Linked DNA regions of Pan troglodytes: all the other regions are linked to region 1. Evidence: chromatin contacts called from public Hi-C data. All regions are on one chromosome and are shown on one strand. Each heading gives the region's core, a stretch centred on a gene start, on an enhancer-like site or on the middle of the called end of the contact. The rest is flanking DNA. Distances are from core to core; before and after follow the strand shown. Region 1 holds the start of HAS3 (hyaluronan synthase 3). Region 2 overlaps TANGO6 (transport and golgi organization 6 homolog). Region 3 overlaps TANGO6 (transport and golgi organization 6 homolog).

What was found. Hi-C and Micro-C count contacts between places; a contact is called where the count stands out from the background.
Region 2: a Hi-C map of stem cell-derived neural progenitor cells shows a contact between it and region 1, with 4 times the contacts expected there. The contact joins the enhancer-like site here to the promoter of HAS3 in region 1. A contact is called at or near these places in 2 of 7 Hi-C or Micro-C datasets (induced pluripotent stem cells and stem cell-derived neural progenitor cells) and 1 of 1 datasets of contacts at active chromatin or transcription factors (stem cell-derived excitatory neurons).
Region 3: a contact with region 1 is called in a Hi-C map of stem cell-derived neural progenitor cells, with 2.8 times the contacts expected there. The contact joins the enhancer-like site here to the promoter of HAS3 in region 1. A contact is called at or near these places in 2 of 7 Hi-C or Micro-C datasets (induced pluripotent stem cells and stem cell-derived neural progenitor cells) and 1 of 1 datasets of contacts at active chromatin or transcription factors (stem cell-derived excitatory neurons).

Annotation. Positions count from the first base shown.
Region 1 is chr18:67,144,933-67,149,560 of NHGRI_mPanTro3-v2.0_pri, reverse strand. It overlaps HAS3 (hyaluronan synthase 3), which reads right to left and starts at 2,336. Exons shown (of 4, transcript XM_001168498.7): 1 at 2,202-2,336.
Region 2 is chr18:66,940,105-66,944,732 of NHGRI_mPanTro3-v2.0_pri, reverse strand. TANGO6 (transport and golgi organization 6 homolog) reads right to left here. Exons shown (of 18, transcript XM_511059.9): 8 at 3,964-4,076; 9 at 1,994-2,170. Among named protein-coding and RNA genes, the nearest start is that of TANGO6, 58 kb to the right of the region's middle. Within about 2 kb of position 2,017, at least 5 of the 24 cell types and tissues checked have an H3K27ac peak or open chromatin away from gene starts, as enhancers often do. A contact at or near this core is called in stem cell-derived neural progenitor cells, where this site is marked.
Region 3 is chr18:67,010,689-67,015,316 of NHGRI_mPanTro3-v2.0_pri, reverse strand. TANGO6 (transport and golgi organization 6 homolog) reads right to left here. Exons shown (of 18, transcript XM_511059.9): 15 at 611-751. Among named protein-coding and RNA genes, the nearest start is that of TANGO6, 130 kb to the right of the region's middle. Within about 2 kb of position 1,961, at least 4 of the 24 cell types and tissues checked have an H3K27ac peak or open chromatin away from gene starts, as enhancers often do. A contact at or near this core is called in induced pluripotent stem cells and stem cell-derived neural progenitor cells, where this site is marked.

The DNA of each region.
Region 1 (4,628 bases), core at 1,087-3,586:
TCTCACATAGAAGGGACGAAGAACACGCAGTCACTGCCTAAATCGACCTGAGACTCCGGCACTAGCAGCCTTCCAGCAGCGTTGGCCCGAAAAGAGCTGCTGGCAGCCTAGCCTCTCCGGGAAGCGCGGCCTCCGGGCGCTCTGCCCCACCGTCCCGGGGAGCCCGCCGTGTGCTTCCTTCACAGGACTCCCAGCCCTCCCTGTTGCCACCCTACTGCTCGCGCCTGCGGCCCAGGAGTCCCCAGGCCTGCATCCGCAGCCTAGGAGCGCCCCCATTCCCCTCCGGAGCTTACATGCTGAAGGGGCGCGGCGGGACCCCCCTGCCTGCCTGCGCTCTAGGTAGGGGAAGGGGGCGCCAAGGCCAGCCCAGCAACCTGGGCGCTGGCGCCCCGCCTCGGTGCAGTGCCGGAGGCGGCGCCCACCAGGTCAAAGCAGCCGCGAACGCACTCGCTACGCTTCTCATCCCCGCTCGAGCCTCGCCTCTTGGCAAAGGCGGCGCCGGCCACACCCACGTGCCGGTTTCCCACGACCCAACCGGGAAGGAACGGAAAACCCAAGGGATCCCAGTCGGACCAGGCCCTGCTCTTCCTGGTATCCCAGCTACCTTGGCAAAGTGTGCCTGTAGACAAAGGCGCATCCCCGGTGTCGCCGGCCCTCTCCTTCCCTGGGCGGGACCCCTCCCCCGCAGGAATTAGAGGCATTACCCAGGTTACTACCCCCACCCCCAAATAGAGGCCCCCAAAATGTCCCTCAACCAGATACCCCACGTGCAATCAGGCGCTGGTGCAGGCTGTGGTCGAGGTTCTCCTGCCCAGACCTGGGGCGGGGGGCTGTGTCACCCCAAGCCGGCAGAGGCTGTGGGGTGATCCTACAGCCTGGACCGCCGCCTCCTCATGCCCTTCGCTCATCCACGGGAGCCCAGCCCAGGCAAACTAACGCGCACTCGGCTTTCAAGGGCACAAGGTTGGGGGCGCTCTCAAGTCCGGCTCCCAGGACTACGGAAGGAGAACCCCCAGTCAAGGACGCACGCTTCTCCATCAAGCCTCCGAAACTTTGAGGGGCTGCTGGTGTGCAGCGTCTCTCCCGCTGACAGGTGCGCCCCGCGGCAGGGCCACACGCGGCGGCATGGAAACTTGTGCGCCCAGCGGGGCTCCTCCTCTTGTGCCCGGCCGCCCTCCGGGCCCCTCCAGGCCGGCCAGGGGAGGGGAGCCCACTCCCCCGGACACGTGCTGCCGCGGCCCGGCTAACCCGCAGGAACGTGGGCGCCTGGTACCTTGGTGCCCGGACAGGTGCAAACCCCCGGGAGGTCGTAGAAGGTGCGGGGGAGGGGTACCCCAGCCAGCCTGGAGCCCCGCACCGGCGTCCGCCTCCTAATTCATTCACAAAACAGGAGCCGCCGGGGAGGAGGGAGGCGAGGCTGAAAGAGGAGAGGATGCAGGAAGAAAGGGAGGAGGGGTCAGTGGGGAGGGGGCTGCAGGAACGGCCGCCGGGAAGCCCGGGGCTGCCGCCGCCCCCAACCCGCCTCCCCGCGCCGGACGCGGCGCCCGCAGGGCTGGGAGCTGGCCGGGTGCGGGGGGCTCGGCGAGAGGCACCCCTGCCGCCCGGCGCTCCCCGGCCTCGGCGCAGCCCCGCGCGGCCCGCCCCTCCTGGGTGCCGGCCGGCCCGCGCTCACCGTGCCGCCGGCTGCCGCGCTCCGGAGCTCAGCAGGCCCGCGGCGGCTCCATGCCCCTCCTCCCGCTCCGCTCCGCGCCGCCGCGCGCTCCGACTGCCGCCTGCCCTGCCGAGCCGCCCTTAAGTACCCGGCGCGTGCCCGCCAGGAGAGGCGCCTCCCCCGGCCCTGGGGCCGGGAAAGTTGACCAGAGTGGGAGGGCCCCCGAGGGCGCACCCCCGACCCCGCGCGGTCCCAGGGAGCGCCACAAGCCAGCGCTCGGCGGGGACGCCTAGTCCCGGGTGGACGCGGCTCCGGCTCGCAAGACTCGCAGCCCCTGCGCCCTCTCCGAAGCTGGGTCCCCCGATTGGGGCCGAAGGCCACGCGGCTCTGCAATCGCCCTGGGACCAGCTGCCAAGGCGAGACGGTCACTGGGCTCAACCTAGAACCTGAAGCGTCGTTAACTTTCCAGATACCACGCAGGGACTTCCAAAATTGTTACTCTCCCTCCCCGCCCCCACGCCCCGCTCTCTAACCCGCAAAACCTACTCACCCTGCAAGGAAGGCGAGCTGAGAGCACTCTTCCCCGACTTCTGCACGCGAAGGGGCAGTTCGCTGTCTAGGGGGCTCCCGAAAGCCAAGGCAGCAAAACCTTCCTGCTGGCAAGAAAGAGGCGCTGAAGAGAATTGTCAAATGTAAAAAGGCTGGTCAAAGAAGGTGTTAACAATTGTGACAGCTTAGCTTTGAATTCCGCAGTGGGGCGCTGATGACTTTAAGGCGGTTTGCAAAAGCTGCAAACGGTTTTGTAGGAACCTTGGAGGTTCCGGTGTCTTAAAGCCAAAACAATTCCTCCTCTTCTTTTTCACACCTTTATTTCCGACATCCATGATCTCCTAAATTCCCAACTGACCTTATCGACAGTAGTTTTCAGGTCCCTAAAAGATAGTGCTAGACTCGAGTAAAGTGAGATGAAGTGAGTTGGGGTGCGCTGGGGTGGGGTGAGATCGAGGAGGGGGGAGAGTTGTTAGCAGAGACAAGAAGTTTAGAACCAGCTGAAGGCGATGAGTTTTTACATCTCAGGAAAACTTGAAGAGAAATTATAATTAATAACTAGTTTTTAAAAAATGAGTGGCCGGGCGCCGTGGCTCAAGCCTGTAATCTCAGCACTTTCGGCGTTACGGGCACCATGCCCGTAATCCCAGCTACTCGGGAGGCTGAGGCAGGAGAATCGCTTGAACCCCGCAGGTGGAGGTTGCAGTGAGCTGAAATCGCACCACTGCACTCCAGCTTGGGCAGCAGAGCGAGACTCCGTCTCCAAAAAAAAACAAAACAAACAAACAAAAAAAACACAAAAAACAGAGTTTACCTGTTTTCCAAATACACCTGATATAATTTCTATCACTTCTTCCCAAGCTGCAACAAATTTATAGGCACCTGAGCTGCAGTCTATAAAACTTCTCCTCTCGGAAGTTTTAGGGGCTCAGGGACTTGCCTGCCCACCATTGCTCAGTTTGGGCCACAGACCTCACACCTCAGTCCCCGCAGGCAAGCAAAGACCCCAGGCACACCTACTCCACACAATCCCATCTTACATTATTGGCCAGGCACAGTGGCTCACACCTGTAGTCCCAGCACTTTGGGAGGCTGAAGATGGAGGATCGCTTGAGGCCAGGAGTTCAAGACCAGCCTGGGCAACAAAGCGAGACTTCCCCCGTCTCTACAAAAATTAAAATTAAAAAATTAGCCAGGGCCGGGTGGAGGCTCACGCCTGTAATCCCAACGCTCTGGGAGGCCGAGGTGGGCAGATCACGAGGTCAGAAGTTAGAGACCAGCCTGGCTAATATGGTGAAACCCTATCTCTACTAAAAAATACAAAAATTAGCCAGGCATGGTGGCACGTGCCTGTAGTCCCAGCCACTGGGAAGGTTGAGGCGGAAGAATCGCTTAAACCCAGGAGACGGAGGTTGCAGTGGGCCAAGATTGTGCCACTGTACTCCAGCCTGGGCGACAGAGTGAGACTCCATCTCAAAAAATAAAAATAAAAAAAAAAAAGAAAAAGAAAAGAAAAAAAAAAAAAAAACATTAGCCAGGCATGGTGGAGTGCGCCTGTAGTCCCAGCTACTAGGGAGGCTGGGGCAGGAGAATTGCTTGAGCCCAGGAGGTCAAGGCAACAGTGAGCTATGATCGAACCACTACACTCCAGCCTGGGTAACAGAACAAGACCCTGTCTCAAAAACAAATTCCTGGACTCCAGCAAGCCCTTCCGCCTCAGCCTCCCTAGGAGCTAGTCCTATAGGCATGCTATCCAGCCCAGCTGCCAATGTGTTTTGAACTTCAGATGGCCTGAGGGGCCCTACCAGAGCCATTCCTACTTACACAAAGATGGAGAAGCCTTAGGTTGGTGGAGGGGAGGGCTCTAGAGTCTGCCAGTAAGCCCCAGTGTCTTCATCCCAGAGATGGGATTGCTAGGCGGACTGATAGGAAGTTTGAAGAGTTTGGCTGAGGGTAAGCGCTCAGCAAGTGTTAGTTAACCAGACAGCAGCATCCTTTGCCCATGCCACGGGTTCTACATGGCCATCCCTCTAGAGCACTCAGTGACAGCAAGTTCAAGGATCAGTGTTTGAATAAAAGAAAACTGCCTGGCCGGGTGTGGTGGCTCACACCTGTAATCCCAGCACTTTGGGAGGCTGAGGCGGGTGGATCACCTGAGGTCGGGAGTTTGAGACCAGCCTGGCCAACATGGTGAAACCCCGTCTCTACTAAAAATACAAAAAATTATCCGGGTGTGGTGGCAGGCGCCTGTAATCCCAGCTACCCAGGAGGCTGAGGCAGGAGAATCACTTGAACCCAGGAAGCAGAGGTTGCAGTGAGCCGAGATCGTGCCACTGCCCTCCAGCCTAGGCAACAAGAGGGCAACTCCATCTCAAAAGAAAGAAAGAAAGAAAAATGTCTTGTCTCTTTTGCATTATGAACCCCGGAG
Region 2 (4,628 bases), core at 768-3,267, 200 kb after region 1:
TTCATATTTCTCTAATAGAATGAATAACCTACATATTTAGCTTAGGATATTTCCTGTATTATCCCAGAATCTTCCAGAGTCCTTCAAATCAGTCATGTTTTCTCCACAACATTCTATGTTAAAGGAAAAGCCAAAATGGATAAACGTCACTTCTAAGCTTCTGTGAGCCATTTTGATTGTGAAAATGAAGTACTGTATTCAAATACTCCTAAAACAACACGACGTTAGCCTGGCATGGTGGCGCGCGCCTGTAGTCCCAGCTACTTGGCAGGCTGAGACAAGAGAATTGCTTGAACCCAGGAGGCAGAGGTTGCAGTGAGCCAAGATCATGCCATTGCACTCCAGTCTGAGCGACAGAGCAACACTCAGCACCAAAAAACAAAACAAAACAAAACAAAAACACATGACAATTATCTTAAGAAGCACTACTTTAGTCACGCTTTAAAATTCAACGATAAAGAGTAAATTCCAAACAATTATATTTAATTCCAGAAAAGTAAAAACTCTGGATCTAAAGATCATAAAATCCAAGCTGCTCTTATAGAGTTTCTTTAAATAAACTTCTTTTTTTTTTTTTGAGACAAGAGTCTCACTCTGTCACCTAGGCTGGAGTGCAGTGGCACAATCTTGGCTTACTGCAACCTTCATCTCCTGGGTTCGAGTGACAGTCCTGCCTCAGCCTCCTGAGTAGCTGTGACTACAGGCGCCAGCCACCACAACCGGCTAATTTTTGTATTTTTAGTAGAGATGGGTTTCACCATGTTGGCCAGGCTGGTCTTGAACTCCTGACCTCAAGTGATCTACCCACCTCGGCCTCCCAAAATGCTGGGATTACAGGTGTGAGCCACCACGCCTGGTCCTTCTTTTTTTTTTTTTTTTTTTGAGATGGTCTCGCCCTGTTGCCCAGGCTGGAGTGCAGTGGTACGATCCCAGCTCACTGTAACTTCCACCTCCTGATTCAAGCAATTCTTTTGCCTCAGCCTCACAAGTAGCTAGGCCTACAGGCATGCACTACCATGCCTGGCTAATTTTTGTATTTTTAATAGAGATGGGGTTTCACCATGTTGGCCAGGCTGGTCTCAAACTCCTAACCTCAGGTGATCCACCCGCCTCAGCCTCCTAAAGTGCTGGGATTACAGGTGTGAGCCACCGTGCCTGGCCAAAAACATCTTCTTAATAACTGTTGCTGGGCAGAATAGCAGCTTGCATTTGTACTGATAATTCTGTTTGCAATCTATGTGTTTTTCTATTTTCCTCAAGTCCATCAAACTGAAGGGGTGTTTTAAAACTTTACCAAATTAACCATGAATATATAATTATATTTCAACACTTCAACAAACAGCAGCACTTTGAATGTGATGTGAAATCCAAACAGGATAGCAGCCACCCATGAACATTACATGGACTATGACCAACAGGAATTTACGTTCTGAGGTAATAACATTAGATCATCCAGAAAGTGGAAATAATTTAAAATATGCAATTGTGAGATGTTGGAGAAATAAATGATCCATTCCACTAATATTTATTAAGCACTTTCTAATCAATCCCTATGAGAAACAAATTTCCATCATAAAATTACCATAAAAGATAGCTATTGGACAATTTCCCTCAGGAATAAGTCTGACTATAAACACACACATATACCATTTTGAGAGTCAGAAAGATAATTGGATTATTATGGTGTTAAGGGTGAACATGTGTCTGCCCTTTACTCTGATTAACTGGCAAAGATGGTGGAGTAAGTGGGCTTGTTGTGATGCAGAGCTGTGAGGCTCCAGTAAATTGCACCAACTATTAGCAGGCATCTTAGGAAAAAACCTGGAGGATTATTTAAGGCTCACGTTTCATTTAGAGAATATAAATAGCAGGCACCTGAGCCACTTGAGTTTCTGGTTTCTTTTCTATCAGCGCCCCTTAGTGGTTGAATCACTGAATGGCCTTTTGGGCGGAACTAAATCTGAAGAGAACAGTAACGGATGGGTGGACTCACCTAATGGCCTCTTTGATGGTAATCATAATGCCACCTTGAGTGGCAGCTCTAAACTGACACAGAGAATGGAGAGAGGGCACAGCTTTGTCCAACCCTGCAAATCCTTTCAGGCTGGCAATTGCCTTCTTCCTTTCCAGCTTCCCCAGAATCCATAATAAGATTTCTTGGCAAAGTGACCTGGCAGAAAAAGCAGTTATGAATGAGCTTGTCATCTTACTCCATGCATCTAACAAGCTAACATAAAAAAAGAAAGAAAGGCTGTCAGGTTCCACTGCATTTTAAATGCTGGCACAATCTCCTAGTACTACTGAAATGCAGGAGTGGAAAGTATGCTTCTTGTGAATTTCAGAATGCAAATATCCTGAAATTCAATGAGTGACTGACTAATCCTTGGTTCTGGCAGCAACCCTGATTTGCCACATGAGCCCCACGTGATTTTTTTTTTTTTTTTTTTTTTTGGTAATTCCAAGTGTACTACTGCCTTTGCATCAGGCACTGTCAAAGAAAGTATACACGGATAAAAATCATCTACGCTCAGCAAGACCAACAGCTGGAGACCAAGAAACAGCATACCAACAAAATATTGCTGATTCCTCAACCCCTTTCATCTGTGCCAATCAACTAGAAGAGGAACTAAATCATCATTCACATGTTCCTTGTCAGTCTCTGATGAGGACATGACAGTGCTGTGAGGACTTGAGTTTTAAAACAAAAACAAGAGGCCAGGTGCGGTGGCTCACGCCTATAATTCCAGCATTTTGTGAGGCTGAGGGGGGGGGGGGGGTGGATCACCTGAGGTCAGGAGTTCGAGACCAGCCTGGCCACACGGTGAAACACTGTCTCTACTAAAACTACAAAAATTAGCCGGGCATGGTGGAAGGTGCCTATAAGCCCAGCTACCCAGGAGGCTGAGGCAGGAGAATCGCCTGAACTCAGGAGGCGGAGGTTGCAGTGAGCCGAGCTCGCACCACTGCACCCCAGTCTGGGCAACAGAGAGAGACTCCGTCTCAAAAAAAAACAAAAACAAGAGTTATTTTGTGGACTGTCCCTTGAAACCAAGTTCACAGATGTACAGCCTCCCTCTTCCAATGCATTCTCTCTTGTCGTTGCCATTGCAGCTGTGGGATACAAGGATGTGCTGACTCAAGCTGAAGAGCCAGGGGAACTATGTAAGCTTTGAATAGTACAAAAGATGGTGTTTTCCTTCACCACTTAGCAATGGTGATAATGATAGCTACCATTTATTGAGCTTACTATTTGCCGGGGACTGTACTAAACACATTAATGCATATTTAGTCTTCACAATAACTCTGTGAAGAAGGTACTATTATTGCATATTGGATTACATGTGAGGATCTCCAAACACCAAAAATCATAATTCTATAGGACTTGAGATAAGATAACTCTTACCTGGAGGAAGAAACAACATAAATTACTGTGAAAATAGAGCTGATACAAAATGAATCCTACTTAAATTCTACGACAAAGGAGTATTTTCTGGATGACTAACAAATCCCTTCTATCTAAACAGCACACTGCATCACCAACACCAAATCCCAGGCTAAATTACAAAGTGCCACATTCAGATCTAGATTTCCCAAATGTGTTTTCTAACTCCCCACAAGGTCATTATGATCCATCCCCTATTTCCTTCTTCCTAGACATGTAATTGCAGTATTTCTCACTGATCGAAAAGTGGCATGTTTACACATGTAAACAGAGATTTTGTCTTTGAGATTTAGGACAGAGGCTGAGGAAAGTCATTCTAAAAACTGTATCCAATGCCCTGTGATCTGCAAAATTCTTGTTCTCTTCTAGATGAGCAAAATAGGAAGATCTCAGTGTTTTCCTGACTTTTAAAGGAAATGATAATTTCAAAGTGGCAAATATAAATTCAAAATAAGAACAAAAACAACATGCAAAAAAGACGTCACAATTTATAAACAAATAAGGGTCCCTTGATTGTTTACCTTATGTGAGACACACTCTGCTTAGTAAAACAGTAGAGAAGAAAAAGCACTCCCAGGACTGGAAGCAGGGAATCCATCAAAACTGTTAAAGGTTCATTCCCAACCACGTACACCTAGAAAAAAGGAAATGGTGAAGAATAATCCCATGACTGCCTGGCCAGAGCAACGGGAATCACACACCAAACACCTAGCAGGGCTCAGCGTCTTAAGCAATATCTCATCCGAATCACACCATTTTAGCTCCAAAGATGTGCTCAGATATGGCAATGAAACAATTTGAGTTTGGCAGACAGGCTGAAACAAGACAGTGAACTGGAGCAGCACCATTTCATGTGTGCAGTCCCTAGAACTGCCCAGAATAGGTCAACTACCCCGCTTTCTGACCTCTTCCTTTCCTACTTTTGGCTATGTCTGAGTTTCCTAATTTACCTATTGTGTAACTATATGATAACCATCCTACTGCTGAAGGCCCTGCTATTAGGAACAAGTAATTACTACCAAAGGGAAAAACTTAAAACTGGATTTGGAAAATCAAACCAAACCCAAAACACTGCTTACTCCAGTTTCATCACTCTTAAGATGTGACCACCACATGGACATGTCCTATTCTCCCTAATTCTATAAATGTTCAAAGAAATTATACTGTAGGGCTGGGCACAGTGGTT
Region 3 (4,628 bases), core at 712-3,211, 130 kb after region 1:
TTTTGTGCTTGCTGCTGCTCAAGTGTGAGACTTCTAATTCCAGCTCCATTGAAAATCAGGGCCCAACACAGCTCCCGGGGAAGGAGACTAAGCAGTTTTTTCTGTTGTTGTTATTTTTGAGATGGAATCTCATTTTGTCGCCCAGGCTGGAGCGCAGTGGCGCGATCTCGACTCACCACAACCTCTGCCTCCCAGGTTCAAGCGATTCTCCTGACTTAACCTCCCGAGTAGTGGGATTACAGGCGTACACCACCACGCCCAGCTAATTTTTGTATTTTTAGTAGAGACAGGGTTTCACCATGTGGACCAGGCTGGTCTTGAACTCCTGACCTCAGGTGATCCACCTGCCTCGGCCTCCCAAAGTGCTGGGATTATAGGCAGGAGCCACCGCACCTGGCGAGAGACTAGGCAGGTTTAAGAAAAAGGACATTGTTGCTTTCAGTCTCATAGTAGACATCGTAATATTTCCTAAATTCCTAAATGGGTACATCCCAGCCCTCAAACTACCCTCACCACACTAGTGTAACAAGCCCCCAGGTACACACATTTTGGTTTCAAAGTCACACTGATCCTCCACCCTTTTCCAGGTGGATGGAACAAGAAAACTCACCTAATGCCCTCACGATTCGCATAAGGACTTCCCCGACTTTCATTCTGGTCTCTGGTGTGTGCTTGTCTTTGCTGCTGTCATATTGAGCCAACAAGTCCGGCAAGATTTTCTCAGGATAGACGTCTGACAGCAGGGCAACCCCTGGGGTTGAAAACAAAAAGAAAGGATTCATTACTGTTTAGGATCAAAAGGCAAATAAACCAGTCACCCTGTGATGGGATGAACACAGAGATGCTGAAAACCATCTCTAAAGCTCTCCCAGCAAGGGCTGCCTATTGTTTGGAGAGTCAGCATAGTGAGTGGAACGAAGATGGGCCTGGTAGTTGAGACTCCTGCGTTTGTCTAGTCCCAGCCTGATAGGATCTCTAAGGTCACTCCCAGCACTAACGTTCTATGATCCAGGCAATGCCTCCTGCCTTTGCTGCAGTTCGCCTAGTCCCAGCCTGATACGATCTCTAAGGTCACTCCCAGCACCGACGTTCTATGATCCAGGCAATGCCTCCTGCCTTTGCTGCAGTTCTCCATTCCTGTATAATTTCCCTCTGTGGAACTGCCAGTGATGGGAGCAATTTCCACAAGGAAACATTTTCAGAGCATCCTGGACATGATCAATATTAGATCTAAGCTCATGGCTGAGTTTCCTAATCAACAGAAATAGGGAAGACCCTGACCCTGAGTCCCCCCTTCGTAGGACTTGCTGATCCTCTCTCCCATCCACAGCAGCGCCTTCTAAATGTGTAGCCTGGAACAGTGTTATCATAATCTGAGCCCAGCCCCATACTCAGCAACCTTTTTAGGGGTGGCAGGGAGGTGAGAGATGACCAGACAGATCCAGAACAAAACCCCTGGTTGGCCTCAAAACTATATAACTACAAATTCTACCATTCATGTCTATACTGTTGTTTATTCCTATTTTCTCTCATTAGTCTTTAGCAGAGAACAGGAAAAAGATTACACACTATAAAGAACAGTGACGAAAAAGAAAAAAAGTAAAGAAGAAATAAGTAGAAATAGGGGTTCCAGGATGAGAACCCACTTCTACCCCAAGCACCCTGGCCCATCAACTCTGCTTTGGGTTTCTCCAATAATCCCCTCATTGGTCTCCCTGCTTCTACCTTTTTCATCCATTGCAGATGGAGCTATTTGGTTTGAATCGTAAGTCTGGCCCCTTCATGCTTCTGCCCAGACCCCTCAGTGGTTTCCCTTCTTCCCTGAATATGAGCAGTCCCCATCCCCCGCCTTCCTTTGTTCTCTCTCTGATCTCATCTTTTAACACTCTCCCTTGCTTCCTGGCCTCCTTGCTATTCTCCAGTAGGCCAAGTGATCCTGGCCCGGAGGAGTCGGCCTCACTTCCCCTCTGCATCCGCTGCTGCTCCTCCTGGTGGCCTCACAGCTTGCTCCCAAACCCTATCATGTCTCTGCTCACAGATCACATTTGTCACATATAAAACGGCACCCTCCTTCCCCTGCCACTCTTTACTCCTCTCACCCTGCTTCATTTGTCTTAGCACTTAATATCACCTGACAGGTTGTGTATTTCCTTATTGTCTGCTCTCCTCCTTGGAATGTGAACTCTATAATAAAGTCAAGGATTTTCTTTTGTTCCCTGCTGTATCCCCAATGCCTAGAAGAGTCCTAGCACGTGTCAGGTGCTCAGTAACTACCTGCTAAATGAATGAATGGATGAATGGATGGATGAGTAACCAGGATTCAAATATACAGTCCTGATATAAATTTCAGGAATTAAGAAAGAGAGGATGGGGAAGAAGTAATATAAATGCTTGAGAAATCTATACTTATTTTTCATCTAAGTTTACCATTCTCGTGTTTAAACTGACAGCCTTGCACGCAAAGTCTACGTGCATTTTTTTATGTTATAGGTTGTGATTCCATTCTCTTCTAAATCACATCCACACTCTTCACTGGCCTTATCCGCCGCATCTGCTGAGCTGTGAAGGCGGAGCACCTGCTGAGGGCTGCACCTGTCTGCCCATCCTCCTTTCTGCCCTCCCCACCCCCATCTTTTCTTGCTTCCAAAAAGCCTGGGAAATCTCTGCATGTGGTCCTAAGCCTGCACCTCTGCATGTGGTCCTAAACCACACCTCCAATCCAGAGTCCATCTTAGGACTTCAGTCCTAAGATGGGCTCTAATCTTATGCAAGCAGAAGCTCTGCTCTTAAGAGAGATTCAGGCTGTGGCACAACACTGTTGCCAAAATGTGACACTGTAGTTGTAGTTCACTCTATTATATAAAATGATGAAGAAGTCCTTGGAGGTTCAACACGGAGTTATGGAATATTGTAGCATAGAAAAAAATGTCTGCATCGGCTGGGCGCGGTGGCTCACGCGTGTAATCCCAATATTTTGGGAGGCCGAGGTGGGTGGATCACTTGAGGTCAGGAGTTCAAGATCAGTCTGGCCAACATGGTGAAACCCCGTCTCTACTAAAAATACAAAAAGTTAGCTGGGCGTGGTATCGGGCACCTGTAATCCCAGTTACTCAGGAGGCTGAGGCAGGAGAATCGCTTGAACCCCAGAGGAAGAGGCTGCAGTGAGCCGAGATCACACCATTGCACTCCAGCCTAGGCAACAATAGTGAAACTCTGTCTCAAAAAAAAGAAAAAAAGAAAAAAATGTCTGAGGCCTAAGGGTAAATGAATTGTTTGCTAAGAGAAAGAAGAGGGGGCTAGGTGCAGTGGCTCACACCTGTAATCCCAGCACTTTGGGAGGCTGAGGTGGGAGGATCACTTGAGGCCAGGAGTTTGAGACCAGTCTGGGCAACATAGGGAGACCCCATCTCTATAAAAATAATTTTAAAAAAATTAGCCAGGTGTGGTGATGTGTGCCTGTAGTCCTAGCTACTTGGAGGCCGAGGCAGGAGGATTGCTTGAGCCCACAAGTTCTAGGCCGCAGTAAGCTATGATTGCAGCATTGCACTCCAGCTGGGTGACAGAGTGAGGTCTCAAAAAAAGAAAAACAGAAATAGCCTCCAACTTCTAAAAGACCTCCACAACTGCAATTCTGGCAGGTGTTATATCACTGATATATTACAAGGCCTGGTATATATTACAGATTTGCAGCTATCATAACTTTCTTTTTTTTTTTTTTTTTTTGAGATGGAGTCTCGCTCTGTCACCCAACTGGAGTGCAATGGCTTGATCTCGGCTCACTGCAACTTCCACCTCCCGGTTCAAGCAATTCTCCTGCCTCGGCCTCCCAAGTAGCTGGGATTACAGGTGCCTGCCACTATGCCTGGCTAATTTTTGTATTTTTGGTAGAGACGGGGTTTCACCGTGTTGGCCAGGCTGATCTCGAACTCCTGAGGTGATCCACCCTCCTCGGCCTCCCAAAGTGCTGGGATTACAGGCGTGAGCCACTGCGCCCGGCCCATAGCTACTTTCTAAAATCAGAAGTTCTCAACTCAGAAAATCTGGTGGGTGTTTCCTTTTAGGAATGTAGTCATGACTTTGCAATGGAAAACAGTGGAAAAATGGGATTTGCTTTATAAAACTTTGATCTATTTCTAGCTTTTCTGAAACCTATTACTAAAGTCCCTCTTACTGTTGTTTAACATAGTCTTTTTTTTTTTTTTTTTTTTTTTTGAGACGAAGTTTTTCTCTTGTTGCCCAGGCTGGAGTACAATGGCGTGATCTCAGCTCACTGCAATCTCCATCTCCCGGGTTCAAGTGATTCTCCTGCCTCAGCCTCCTGAGTAGCTGGGATTACAGACATGTGCCACCATGCCCGGCTAATTTTATATTTTTAGTAGACAGGGTTTCTCCATGTTGGTCAGGCTGGTCTCAAACTCCTGACCTCAGGTGATCCACCTGCCTTGGCCTCCCAAAGTGCTGGGATTAAAGGCATGAGCCACCGTGCCGGGCCCTTACTGTTGTTTATTCCTATTTTCTCTCATTAGTCTTTAGCAGAGAACAGTCATTTACTTCTGTGAACATACTATCCTGGCCAAATGAGCTCTGGACTTCCTCTCTGTAGTGGGCAGACATGTGATTACACCTAG